2 separate regions of the Mus musculus genome follow, and region 1 is linked to region 2. The links are chromatin contacts, called in public Hi-C maps. All regions are on one chromosome and are shown on one strand. Each heading gives the region's core, a stretch centred on a gene start, on an enhancer-like site or on the middle of the called end of the contact. The rest is flanking DNA. Distances are from core to core; before and after follow the strand shown. Region 1 overlaps Gria1 (glutamate receptor, ionotropic, AMPA1 (alpha 1)). Region 2 has its middle 53 kb from the start of Gm32500.

The links. Hi-C and Micro-C count contacts between places; a contact is called where the count stands out from the background.
Region 1: a Hi-C map of embryonic fibroblasts shows a contact between it and region 2, with 1.9 times the contacts expected there. The contact joins two enhancer-like sites.

Annotation. Positions count from the first base shown.
Region 1 is chr11:57,086,825-57,093,397 of GRCm38.p6, forward strand. All of the region lies in intron 2 of Gria1 (glutamate receptor, ionotropic, AMPA1 (alpha 1)), which reads left to right. Among named protein-coding and RNA genes, the nearest start is that of Gria1, 78 kb to the left of the region's middle. Within about 2 kb of position 4,672, at least 43 of the 459 cell types and tissues checked have an H3K27ac peak or open chromatin away from gene starts, as enhancers often do. A contact at or near this core is called in embryonic fibroblasts, where this site is marked.
Region 2 is chr11:56,368,767-56,375,755 of GRCm38.p6, forward strand. No RefSeq gene overlaps it. Among named protein-coding and RNA genes, the nearest start is that of Gm32500, 53 kb to the right of the region's middle. Within about 2 kb of position 4,980, at least 28 of the 459 cell types and tissues checked have an H3K27ac peak or open chromatin away from gene starts, as enhancers often do. A contact at or near this core is called in embryonic fibroblasts, where this site is marked.

The DNA of each region.
Region 1 (6,573 bases), core at 3,422-5,921, 720 kb after region 2:
ATCACCAGCTGCCTCAACATGTCCTCATACCAAGACCAGTCTAGTGCCAACTTAAGGAAGGATGTCTAGGATCCACTGGCGTTTCTTTCTTAATTCCTTAGATTGTTTGTGCAGGTACATTTAGAGCTGGGGCCTTAACAAAAACTCCTCAGATTTTCTTGTGCCTACAGATCATGTGGGCATCTTCATGAGGTGCAGATTCTGATTTAGTGGGTGAGCAATGGGGTTTCTTACATATCTCATGCTATTGGTCTCCTAGTTTCCTTAGCAAAGTCAGAGAGCTTCTGGCCATGTCTGATTCACTGGCTTCAAGGACTGCCGGGGTGGGGGGAATGTGACCTCCCGTGTCTGTGAGGGTTTCAGTTCAACCTCCTATGTTCTGCCTATAAGTGCCAGGTACCACCCACCTTATCATTTGAGATAGGATCTCTCACTAGTCTGGGCCTTACCAACTAGGCTACTCAGTATGCCCAGTGAGATCCAGGCAATATAGCTTGTCTGTGCTTCCCTGGAGCTAGGATCACAAGGGCATGCCACCATGCCTGGCTTTTTAAAAATGCGATGGCTGGGGATTGATGCTGCATGTATGATAAGCACTGCTGACTGAGCTGTCTCTCCAGTCCTAGTATTTACTTAAAAAAAAAACAAACAAATGATATCAATGATATTTCTATAAGAAAGTGGTGAGGTAGTAACCCCTCCCTCACGTACTCGCTTGTCCATGAAACATCACAGCTGTTAGAAAGGATTAGTTCTTCAGCAAACAGTGCATCATTTCACCTGGTGGCACCCAAGGGACTCTCTCTTTGTGTGTTGTGGTAGGTAGAGTGTAGATTGGAAAGTAGATCTTTATGCATCCTCCTCCAGTGATGGCTTAAGACCACGTAACTATGAAATAGAGAAGCCAATACACTGGGAGAAAGAACTCAATCTGTCTATATAAGTGGTGGGCAACCCTGAGAGGGCTGTTGTTTGCTTCAGTCCTGAGTCATGATGCAGCCTCTTTGCAGGTGAAATGGAGGAGCCAGCCAGGCCTAACTGCCCAGTTATATGAGTGGAGTGAGGCGGCAACTCTCTCAATGATTTTTTAATTTGAGGCCTGAAGTTGGAGAGACAATGAAGAAACATTTCCTGGGTTGGAAATTTCCCTTCAGGCTGGCCATTTCTCTGATCTAAAAGGCTGAGTATGGTGAGTTCCTTCTCCTAGGTTCCCATTCCTTAAAGGGATAGAGTGGAGGGATTCCCCAAGACTCTGGTTGACGTCCATTCCTAGGCTGTATGCCCGTGGATTCTGATCTAGAGTGAGGCCTAGGGAGTAGCAATCAGGAACAACAACAAAATCGTCCCGGTGATTCTGACATCACTGTAAAGAGGTGACATATGTACTTAAACGCCCTTGTCTGTCTGTCTTGTTCATTTTCTCATGAAGCAAATGCTGCAGCCTAAGAACTGGCTAAAGCAGGAATCTACAGCAGATTTCTGTCATGTGTCTAAGGAGACACCCGTGTGTTTCATTGTGAATGAGGTCACTGAGGCTGTGACACCCAGGAATGTTCCCTTATTTAGTGGCAAATCCATTTCTCACCACAGGGCAACAACAAATGCTTTCTTTTTCTTCTGTTTTATTTCATTTTCTTAGGTGTATGGGAGAGAGAGCATATATACAGTAATGCGCACATGAGTGCAGGTGCTCCAAGATGGCAGAGGCATCAGATTCCCTGGAACTGGAATTACAGGTGGCAGCATGAGGAGCCACTTTGACATAGGTGTTAGAAATTGAACTTGGGTCCTCTGCAAGAGCACTATGTGTTCTTGACTCCAGAGCCATCTCACCACCACTATGGGTTGCTGTGGATAACGTGGAAAGGGGTAGAATGGGGGCAACACTTTGCTGTTTTTAACCATTGAGGGAATCTCACTGCAACTGTGATGAGTGACTTGAAAAACTGAAGCAATGTTGGGCGGACATGGATCTCAGAACTTCCTTTCAGGAGGATGGGGCAGGAAGATCACCCATTCTAGGCCAGCCTGGGTTACACGGTGATGTTCTGCCTCAGGAATAAAGAAACAAAAAGAGCAATTACAAAATAAGGAAACATTGAATAAACGCTTGGATTATCACAAAATCCCATTCTGCTGCTGCGACCTGGGTTCGAAAAAACCAAGGGATATCCCTGATGAGTGCCATTAAACACACACAGCAAACTCACTGTCTGTGGGGCTGAGGAGATAGCATGCATTCAGGAAAGAGCCTGCCAGGCAAGAAAGACCTGTCACCTACGAATGAGCACCTGAGTCCAGTTCCCAGCACCCAGACAAAAGCCATATGAGATTGAGAATGTGGATGGTCCTTGCTCTGGGTAGGCAAAGACGAGGGCGGTCCCTGGGCTTCATTTGCCAGAAAACCTGACCAAATCAGTGAGTTCCAGAATAGTGAGAGACAATAGCTCAATAATAAATAAATAAATAAATAGAAAAATAAATAAATAAATAAATAAATGAAAATGTAGGCGGTGCCCGAGTAACTGCTCCCAAGGATGACCTCTTGTTTGCTTGTTCCCATGCCACCTGTGCCGCTTAGCCCTGCCATGTGCCCCAATGGAAAATTCTATGGCCTGTGCTGAAGAGAAATCTGAGACTAATTAGTTTTGAAAATTTGTACTATTAATGTGATAATTACACACTTCTGTATAAACCCCACACTATGTCTCATCATTTTTTAATGTTTACATTTTGACGAGGTCGGTGCTGTTGCTCTCTGGAAATTATTGTGCTTTATTGTTCTCCTGCCCTTCCCTAGAGCCCGCAGGAATCACCCCATATCATAGTTCTTTTCTCTGGACACAGGCTATCACAATGCCAGGGCCAGGCAGGCACTGCTGGACACGAGCCTGTTGCCATGGGAAGCTCAGGGCAGAATGCAGTTGATTGGTCTCAGTATGGAGGTAAGCTTAGAAACTGGCAGGCTAGAATGTCAGCCAGCCTGGTGGACTGCTAAAGGAAACTTGGGTGTACAAATCTTTCAAGCAAGGCACAAACTGAATGTTAAAATGGGCACCATGATGTTGACGTTTAAATGTTGCCATTTAAAGCAGCAGGCATAGCCATTAACTTACAGACTCCAGAGTGAGGACACACGTTATTCTGTCTAACTCTCACATCAACCAAAAGACTGTTGTGCTGTTGGTGGCCCAGAATTTCAGACGGATATACCACAAGGCTTAAAATTCTCTATGATTAAACATGGTGACATGATTCATATATGACCCCCAGACTGAGCTGGCCTTGTTTACTGTATGGTGTGGGAACCAACTTCTAGAATTTCAGCTATTTACCGTCTGGGCCACCAATGGCACAACTCAAGAGAGGATGTACTGAGTGTGACACACATGGTTCCTTGAAAGACCCTTCTTGGTTACAGTATGGTAAATCCACACATGTGGCTCTCAGCTTTTAGGCCAGTACTCCAGTAAGAGCAAAAACTCAGCATCCTCTGATATCTATGTGGTCTTTGGGGAATATACTATAGGGCCAAAGGCTTGAGTTGACCTCCCAGCACTCCGAAGTTGCTGAGACTCTAGTTTTCTTCTTAGCAGCATGGACATCCTCAGCTCCTAGGCCAGTATCTAGGAGGCAGGAGGCGTGGGCAGCTACCATGTGTGACTAGAATTGCCATCATCAAATAGTGGGACAAAATTTATGTCCTTGATCTTGTGTGTATCTTGTGTGTGTGTGTGTGTGTGTGTGTGTGTGTGTGTGTGTGTGTGTGTGTGTGTGCCTGTCCGGGTCAGGGGGCAGCTGCCAATGTCATTCCTTAATCAGCATTCTTTTTAGATAAAGTTGGCTTCTTGGTCCTACTCACTCTTAGGGCTGGCTGCTCGTGTGGTTTCTTGGTAACCTGTTCAATAGGTGTGCCTGGGAGGCTGTTTATGAAAATGTGGCAACTACACACTGGCCCCAACCTGGTTTTGTTATCAGCAGCTCCCCAAATTGAAGGTGAAAGGTCACTTCTACCTTCCTACTTTAAAAGAACCAATGGCTTGTTAATATTTAGGAGCTAGAGAACCCAAAGCTTGGCAAGAGCTATGAGGCTTTGCTTAGTCAGGGCTCACTACTCTGCTTCCTCCTAGCCCTGCCTAGCACTCCAACCTACCCACCTCTTGTTTCTTAGATTGGTTTTCTTTTCTCTTTTTTAAAAACTGTTTTTAAAACATAGTCCTTTATAACACAGGCTGGCCTCAATATCTCTGACTATGACCTTGAGCTGATGATCTTGCTACCACCCCCCAGTGCTGGAATTCCAGGTACCCACCACCATATCAGGCTACCACTCATCTCTCTTTTTAATTCTTCCTCTTAATCTTCTCTCCCTGTTGTCTCTCTCCCCTGAGTTATATTCTGCAGGCCTTAACTTTGTGCAAAATACTGCAACTCCCAAGCAGGGCTGTCCCCAGAGGACTTGAATTAATTGTTCTGGGTCAGTGTCCTCCAGGCTCTCAAGGCAGCTCTGGCCCCGTAGACAATGCATAACCCATCCTCCCCCTTAGGTGATATAATGGAAGAGCATTTGTTTTGGATCGCATGAGCTCTTGAGTCATGACTGACTCACAAAGCAGTGAGCAGGAGGGCATGAGGGCATATGCTCATTCTCTTGCTATGTCTCCTCCTTGCCAGACCAGCCCTATGGATGGATGTGGGTTCAGTCCACACAATAGGGTCCTAACAATCAGTGAGCTTTACCCAACACTGGGGAACCACATTGCTGTGTGTATCATGCAGCTCATTCCCCCAAAACCTTCATGCAAGAGAGATTACCAAGAATGCCATTTACAGAGGAAACCCAGGCACAGAGAGTTAAGTGCTCAAGTTTGCATTGTGTGCAATGGTCAAAGCTGGAGAAATTCCAAGGCAGTTTGACTCTGGAGTCTGTGCTACTGACCACTTCCTGCCCTCCTGCCTGCCAGTCCTCCGTGTCACAAGAGCCCTGCTGGGTGGTTTCAGTTGAAACCTCACAGTGGCTTTCACTGTTGATAGAGTTCTTTGTCCTGTGCAATGGACTTTGATTTCTAAATTGTGCTTTCCTTCTAGATCATTCCGCAGGCAGTCATCAGTACACACCCAAGACTAAGTGCAAGGTAGCTAGGGGAGCTGGTTGGATGCGGGTCCTCTATTCCACACAGCAGGGGTTTCCAATGACCTGCCCTCAAGAAAATGCAATGTTTCTAGAAGGTTCCATAGAGCTTCTCCACCTTTGGTTATGAGATTCTCCAACATTGTAAGAGGGATTATATCCAATATGGACTCATTGGATCCAGAGGCAAGAAACAGATTCAGGAACACCCCCCTGCTCAGTTGTTGAGGGAACCACACGAAGTCAGAGCTGCACATCTGCTACACATGTATAGGGAGTGGAAGTTTCATAACATAAAAAGCTTTGCATAGATTTAAGGATGGGAGGGGGTGCATAGAAATAGAAACATGGGAAATAAGAGCACACACCCAAATGTGGACATAGTCTTCTCAAGGGAGAGTCACGATGTGTAGTTTTTAGTGATTTCTGGGTTCCATCTCAAAGAGTCCTCGTCTTTGCTTGTTCAGCAAATGAGACCATTGGGTGGTTCCTGGGAGGGTAGGCTAAAGCCTTGGCCATTTCAGTTGTAGAGGACGGGAAGATGATTTTACAGTAAATGAAACTTTACTCTTGTTTGTTAGATTCCCAAACAAGCACCAGGACTAGGAGGAAGCCCAGGTTGTATGTGCTTGAGCCTAAGTATGGTCCATGCTATTTTAACGGCCCTGCTTGGAAACTCCTTATGAAGTGAATATTGCCTCTTAAGTTATTGTGTGGAGATTCTTGATTCTCGGCAGGTGATAGGCTTCAGACTCCTTTCCCTTTCCCATGCCTGCCTAATTGCCCAGCCTTTCTGTGCTGCCTCAGGCCTTCCCCAGCAGAGTGGAAAAGGTACATTATGCTGTCAATTCCAACCTTCAAGTGACATATTTATCTTTTTATTAGCTACTTTTCTGTTGCTGTGATAAAACATCATGACCAAAGCACCATATGGAAGAAAGGTTTATTTGGGCTTATGGTTCCAAAGAGTAAGAGTCCATCATGGTGGAAAAGGCTTGGCAGCAAGTGGCAGGCATGGGGGCAGGAGCAGAAAACTGCGGACGCACATCCTCAACACAAAGCATAGAGAGCAGACTGGAAGTATGAACTCTCAGAGTGATGTACTTCCTCTAGCAAGCCCAACCTTCCCCCCAAACATTCCCCCAACACTGCCACTGGCCAGGAACCATAAAATGGCCTGCGCTGATGAGAGAAAGTTCTCATTCAAACCACTATCCTTGCTCTCACAGATTTCTCCATGACACATAGGACATTCCTAGAGATGCGAAAGTCTTTTGGAGATACCCACCTGGATTTGCCAACCATGGGAAGAAGGAACCAATATTCTGAGATGTCAGGTCATGGTCCCGGAGCAGCTCATCTGCTTGTGGGTCATGAGACTACCATCTCTGTGACATCTCTGTACATGCCACCTGGCTTGGCTCAAAGCTTTATGTCTGTCG
Region 2 (6,989 bases), core at 3,730-6,229:
TTCTTAACTAGCACACTGAGTGAGAGTGAAATGGATATTTTAAATATGTTAGAAAAGAGGGATGCTCTTAGCTTAGCATATTGGTACAGGCCTGAGAACTCAGGTACTCAAGTGTCCAGGCAGAACACTGTGAGCTTGATACCACACTGGACAACTTAGCAGATGCCTATCTAAAATAAATTAAGGCAAAGTTGGGCTTAGACATTAGAAATTCTCTTGTATGCACATGACCCTGGGTTCAGTTCCCATCATGCACCTCGATGAAAGGTTGCTACTGACTATCTTAGCCTAATTCAGAAACCTATTTTTAAAAAAAAATGAAGTCAAAGCAAACCTGATCTTTTGCAGGTTGTGACAAGGGGTGTTTGATGGCAGCCAGAGATACATAGCAATACCAATCACATACACATAAATGCATGTATCTGTCATTGGATTAAACTAGCAAATTACTAGTGATTGACAAAAATGAAAAAAAAAAACCCAATCCTTACCAATAATAAGAATGATGCAGGAGCACCATTGCATATGACATGAAATAAAAAGAGGGTGTTGTCAACTTCTCTCTAGATATAAATATGACAGGTTTGATCACAGGGTCAAACTCCTTCAAGCTATGCCAACACACATTGAAGAGCCTCTACCTGACAACAGTTAAGAAAACTGAATTCAGCAAAATCTTGCTGGCATATGCAATAGTGTCTGCATTTGGTGGCTGATTATGGGATGGACCACCGGGTGGGTGCTCACAGTCATCTATAGGATGGAACACAGGGCCCCCAAAGTAGGAGCTAGAGAAAGTACCCAAGAGCTGAAGGGGTTTGCAGCCCTATAGGTGGAACAACAATATGAACTAATCAGTACCCCCAGAGCTCGTGTCTCTAGCTGCATATGTAGCAGAAGATGGTCTAGTCGGCCATCACTGGGAAGAGAGGCCCCTTGGTCTAGCAAACTTTATATGCCCCAATACAGGGGAATGCCAGGGCATTCCCCTGTAGAAGTGGGAGTGAGTGAGTAGGGGAACAGGGCGGGGGAAGGGTATAGGGGATTTTTGGAATAGCATTTGAAATGCAAATGAAGAAAATACCTAATAAAAAATTTTTAAAAGCAAACTGAATTCATAGCTTTAAAACTTGTCATAAAGGAATATCAAAGCCCAGATGATTTTGCTAAAAAAATTTATGAAGTGTTACAAAGATCTACCTTCAGTTTTACATGATTTCTTCATAGTAATGAATAGAAAGGGATATTTTATAATTCCTTGTGAGTTTATTATCCCTTTGATAGCAAATCTAAGGCAGTACAAAGAAATAAAGCTGTAAACCAGCATCTTTCATGAATAGACCTGTAAAAGCTAGTAACAGAATTAGCCGAAGAATTAAGCAATTTATGAAAAGAATTATACATCATCACCAATGGACTCTATTACTTAGATGAAAGACTTGCCAATGTAACACACTACAAAATATTCAGGAATGTCAGACAGAGATTCCAAAAGAATATCCAAAAAATAGGGATGGAGAGATGGTTCAGTGCGTAATAAAGTACTTACCACACAAGCTTGAGGATCTGAGTTCAAATCCTCAGACCTACATAAGGCTGGGAATAGTGGCACACATCTGTAGTCACTCCTAGAGGAAGATGAAGGCAGAGGCAGGAGAATTTCTGGAGGGCCATGGCCAGCTAGACTGCTATATGCATGGGAAAAGACAGAGTCTGTCTCAAACTAGGTGAGAGTGAGGACTTACACCCAAGTTTGTCCTCTCATATTCTCCATGCCACATACCACACACACACATACACACACACACACACACACACACACACACACACACACACACACACACACACACATTACATATTGAAAGGTCAAAAGAATCTCTACCAAACAAAGAAAAGAAAACCCAAGTGACTAATCAAAGATTAAACACTTCTTCTCCACACTCAAGACCAAGGCAGGGCTGCTTACTCTCTTGCTCTTACCACTCCATCAATGCAGTACCACAAACCATTCAAGACAAAGAATAAAGCTGTTAGAAAATAGGAAATAAAACTATATCTAAAACCAGTTCTAAAAAAATAAGGTATAGCATATAAGATATATACAGAAAAGCCGATTCATTGCCTATATATAAGGAATGAGAAAGTGGACACAAAATCAAAAACATAACAATTTAGAGTAAGTCATTACCAATGAGATACATATGCATCTGATGAAACATACATGACTTGGATGCTGAAATCCAGACTGTCATTGAACGAAATTAAAGCATAAATTGCTCATGCATTAGAGGACCTGATATAGTAACAAACCACATTTTCCTCTCAATTATTGTGTGGGTTGGATATAATTACTGTCAGAATTCCAGCAAGGTTCTCTATAGAATAGGCATTTTTAATATATACTGTAAACGGAAATGCAAAGGATGTAGAAGTAACATACTTGAAAATAAATATGGGACAAAAGTCTGTTTGTTTGGATTTAAAGGCTAAATATTTAGCCTTGGTAATCAAGACTGTATAGAGTCCAGGAAGGTGTAGACTTACAGACAAATAGGGGAATAAAGAACACAGAAAAATGCAAAAAAATAAAAATAAAAAGTCTGGGAACACTGCAAAACAATCTGGTAGAAATCAGAAACATCTTAGCAAAGGATGATGGAATAATTAGGCTTGTAAAGACAAAGAAAGACAGAGAGAAGAGACAGGAAAAAAAAGAAAGAGAAGGAAATAGTGGGATAAAGAAACAAGGAGGAAAAAAGACAAAAGACAATGAAAGGACAAAAAAGATATAATTTAACTACTTAAAAACATAATTCAATGCAAAATTGACTGTACCCTAGCCATGAAGCTACTATTGTAGTCTTCTTACTAAATAGACATGTTACAAGCTGTCTTCTATATAATTGTGATATACCCGTATGTTATTTCTGCTTTTAACTGTAGTTAAGGAATCTTCCCTCTGCAGTGGTCAGCAGTTAGTGAAAAGAGTCATAACTGGTCAAAGTCCTGAGCATAGTGACTGTTGGCAGATCAACACTAAATGAGTTGTCTTTATTGGTCTTTCCTTAAAGCTCAGGGAACAACATGGAAGTGGGGAGGGAACAAAGTAAGGGTCATGGAACAGAAAGGAGTGCTGTGTCATGCTGTCTTCTGTCATGGTGTGGCTATTGCAGTCCTAAACTCACTGAATTTGTGGTTACCTTCTATAGAAGATCATGCCAACAACATCAGTTAACACACCAGAGATTTAGTGCCAACTGGACCATGTAGATTATAAATGAAAAGGGTGGGTGCATGAAAGGGGCACAGAATGTGTTGGGGATGCTAGGGAAAAAGGGAGAAGGGGGAGAATTAAGACACGTGTAAACAAGTATACATTTGTCAAAGAAAAAAATAAAGATATTCTATCTAAAATGCACCATGCTATGGGAGAGGGAGATATCTGCTAGGAAGGGGATATAGGAAGGGGATGTAGAGTGTTGTAAAGGAAGAGAGGGAAGAAGGGAATAGTTAAGATTAAAGGTGGTGAAGGATGGGAGGGAATGTAAAGATGGAAAATGGTGAGGAATAAATAACAGAGGCACCTTTTTCCTGATTTTTTTTATTAAGTTTCTTATTTATTTTGCATCCCAATCACAGCTTCCCCTCCCTCCTCCTCCCAGTCCCTCCCTCTCCCCTTGTCTTGACTTCACCCACTCCTCTTCTCCTCCTCAAAAAAGGGAGTGGGGCTTCCATGGATATAGACCAACCTTGGCATATCAAGTTGCAATAAGACTAGGCACATCTTTTTCTACTGAGGCTAGGCAAAGCAGTGATGGAAACTGTTGCAGAGACCAACAGCCAAACATTAAGAAGAGCTAGAAAAACCTACCAAGGACACTACAAGAAAACCTACAGAATTAACTAATCTGAGCCCATAGGGGCTCATAGAGTCTGAACTGCCAATCAGAGAACATGCATAGGACAGAGCTAGATGCTTTGCATATATGTAACAAAGGCACTTGGAAAAGACCATATTGAAACCCACAACTGTAGAAGCTTTCTAAAATATTCACATCCACATGGATAAGAAGAGTTTAAATGGAATTACTCTAAAATGGAGTGACAATACTCCAAATAGACACCGTATTCTATCAATAAAATCACTAGTACAGGAAAGGGCTACATCCTTTTGAATTGTTGGTCAGTGGGGTCCCATAGATCCTCTAAACAGTACAGACTATTGCCAATGCTCTCAATTAACTCCAGAAATTGTGGGCAAGATGCTATTGCTGAAGACACCACATACATGACTTCTATGATATGGAGAACTCTAGATAGCAGTCAACTGGAAGAGTCAACCCTGCTGGCCAGTGTTCATGGTTTTAGAATGTTGTGCCCACTACTGAAGAAGAAAAATAAACTTTCATCTCACCTAACTATGAACACTGCTAGTGGCAATAACAATTTGCCTGGCATGATGCAATAAAAGTTTAAATGGTACAGGGGTAAAAAAAATACAAAAAAACCCCAAAACACTCTCTGATTTAATTTAAGGACTGTTCCATGAGATAAAACCCAGCCATGACATTGTCAGCAAGTCCAAAACCTACTATTAGGTAAGTCATGGGATCTAGGAGAAAACATTCTGCTAAATGGACAAAAGATTAAAATTACTCCTAGTAACTTATCACTGTATTATACATTAGTACATAACTCAACCCTTTCAGAGGAGCTTCTTGTTGAAATAGATGGAAGTAAACAGAAACCTACAACTGGTCAATGTGCAGAGAACAGGAGGCTTTGAAATGCTTCACCTTGTTTTTGAGACACAAGCTTTCACTTTTACAGAAATAGCACAATACTAGGCTCTCTGGTGGGAGACCCCTGGGGATTCCTACCCCTCCCCAGCTACCCAGCACAGGGATTCCAAGCCTGTACCTCACCAGGCTTATTCGTGTGTACTCTGGATACCGAAATCAGGTTCTTGTGTTTGCATGGTAACCACTTTAAGCTGATGAAACATTACTTCCATGTGTCCAGCCCAATAACCTAGTTTTCTGCACAGCATGAATCATCCTTTGAAATTATTTTGCTTGCTTATCTTTCGTAAATCCATCATCTCTGTCCCTTTCAGAGAAGAAGCGTCATTCTTTCTATTTCTCCACAATTATGTTCACATTGCCAGTAATTTTCCAATGCTAGGGGAAAAAAATAACAAGATGAAGAGATGGATTAGAAAAGAGACAGAGAGTTACAGACAGGCAGTTTGCAAGGGAGTTAATCTAGCTTAACTGGTTGAGTTAGAGAACACCCAGGGCCTGTTTGAGCTCCGCTGTTCTGACAGCATGCATGAGAGAGTTACATAAAGGAGCAAGCAGGTGAGATCAGTTTCTACCTTTGCAGAGCTTAAGATCCAAGGAGAAGATCACTATATGCCAATCTATCATTCCACTAATAGAAGAACTGCAAATAGGTTTATTCAAAGAATGGGGCTGTAATCTTCTAGGTGAATCTCTAGCAAGACTTGACTTTCTTGGGGAGAAAGGGAAGGCTTTACAGAGAAAGTGGCATTCCTTAGAGGACCTGAAGGCTGGTATGATGAGGATGAATACAGAGTAGAAGTGGTAGTATTGTAGAAGGAGGAACAGCATCAGAGAAATGAGGTGAACTATCTCTAGCTATGACACCCATGAAGTGTGTTGGCCCCGTGAAGCCTCAGCATCTTGCCAGGACCCCTGGCCACATGAGGGAGCTGACATCAAGATTATCATACTCGATGCTGGATTCATTACCCCTCACAGAGTAAACACTGAATGACTCATGAAATTTTATCTGCCCACAGAAGACTTTTAATGTGCGTGTTTTACGACACTAATATTAGTGAGTCAGCCAGTGGACAGCCTTTAACATCAGTCTCGTCCCTCCGTTCTTTTAATGCAGTGTGGGGAGTCAGCAGGTTTGGCTTTGTTTCTTTGCTACTCTCAGAATTTTTCATTTGTCTGTGAAAGCATTTCCTGTTTGCTTTGTTCCTTTTCCATCAATTCACTGGGGCATACTTTAACTCTTGCTCCAGTGAAGTGGTCATAGTGAAGTCAGCAGACATGAATATGGGATACTAGCTTTCAGAAAACAGAAGGCTGATGCTGCTGAACAGTCTTCTCTTTACCAGCCTACAACAAGCATCCCTCTGCAGCTCTACAAATGAACAATGCTGGTCCAACCAGTATGTGTTGGATCGGTTATTCTCCATGCCTAGTTGGCTTCTCTTTCCACAGACCTGTCTTTAAAATCTACTTAAATTTCATCTGCTTTGGGAAATCATACACCTCTTAGGATTATTTTGATCACAAATGACAGGAACTCTGCATTCTAAGTAGCTTATATTTAAAGAGGAATTTCATGGTCTTGTGTGGCTGATTAGTCCTAGAGGATCTTGGTTTTGAGGGTAACTGTGTTAAGGACACACCAATGTCACCAAACCCAGGTCTGGGTGGGGTAATTTGTTTATTTCTTCTTTATTTGGTTTCCGCTTCTGTACAAATTCCATTCCCTATAAACTTCTGAGCTCACATCATCTGGGGACAGATGTACAACCGCTCATAAATTCTTGGAGAGGGTTAGGTACATTCTCTTGGCATGCTTTACATATCATGGCTAGCATTGGACTTCATTCCGTCCTCAGAGAATGCAAGGCTCTGATTCAGGAGACCAAGGTTACACGAAAACCCTGCTGTAGAATGTTTATGGATATTTCTTCACATCAGATATTCTGTCCCTATTTCCCTTTGTTGCTGTTGATTTATTTTTGTTTTAGAGACATAATTTTACACTATAGCTTGGGGTGGCCACAAACTCCAAACTCAAACTCACAGCAATCCTTCTGCTTCTATCACTTGAGTGTTTGGATGATGTTGGACTCTGGCTCTGCATTATAGCCCTAGATATACTTAGAACACAGTACCTTCTATCTGGCTAGAACTTCATTCTTACAGATGAGACAGAGTTGG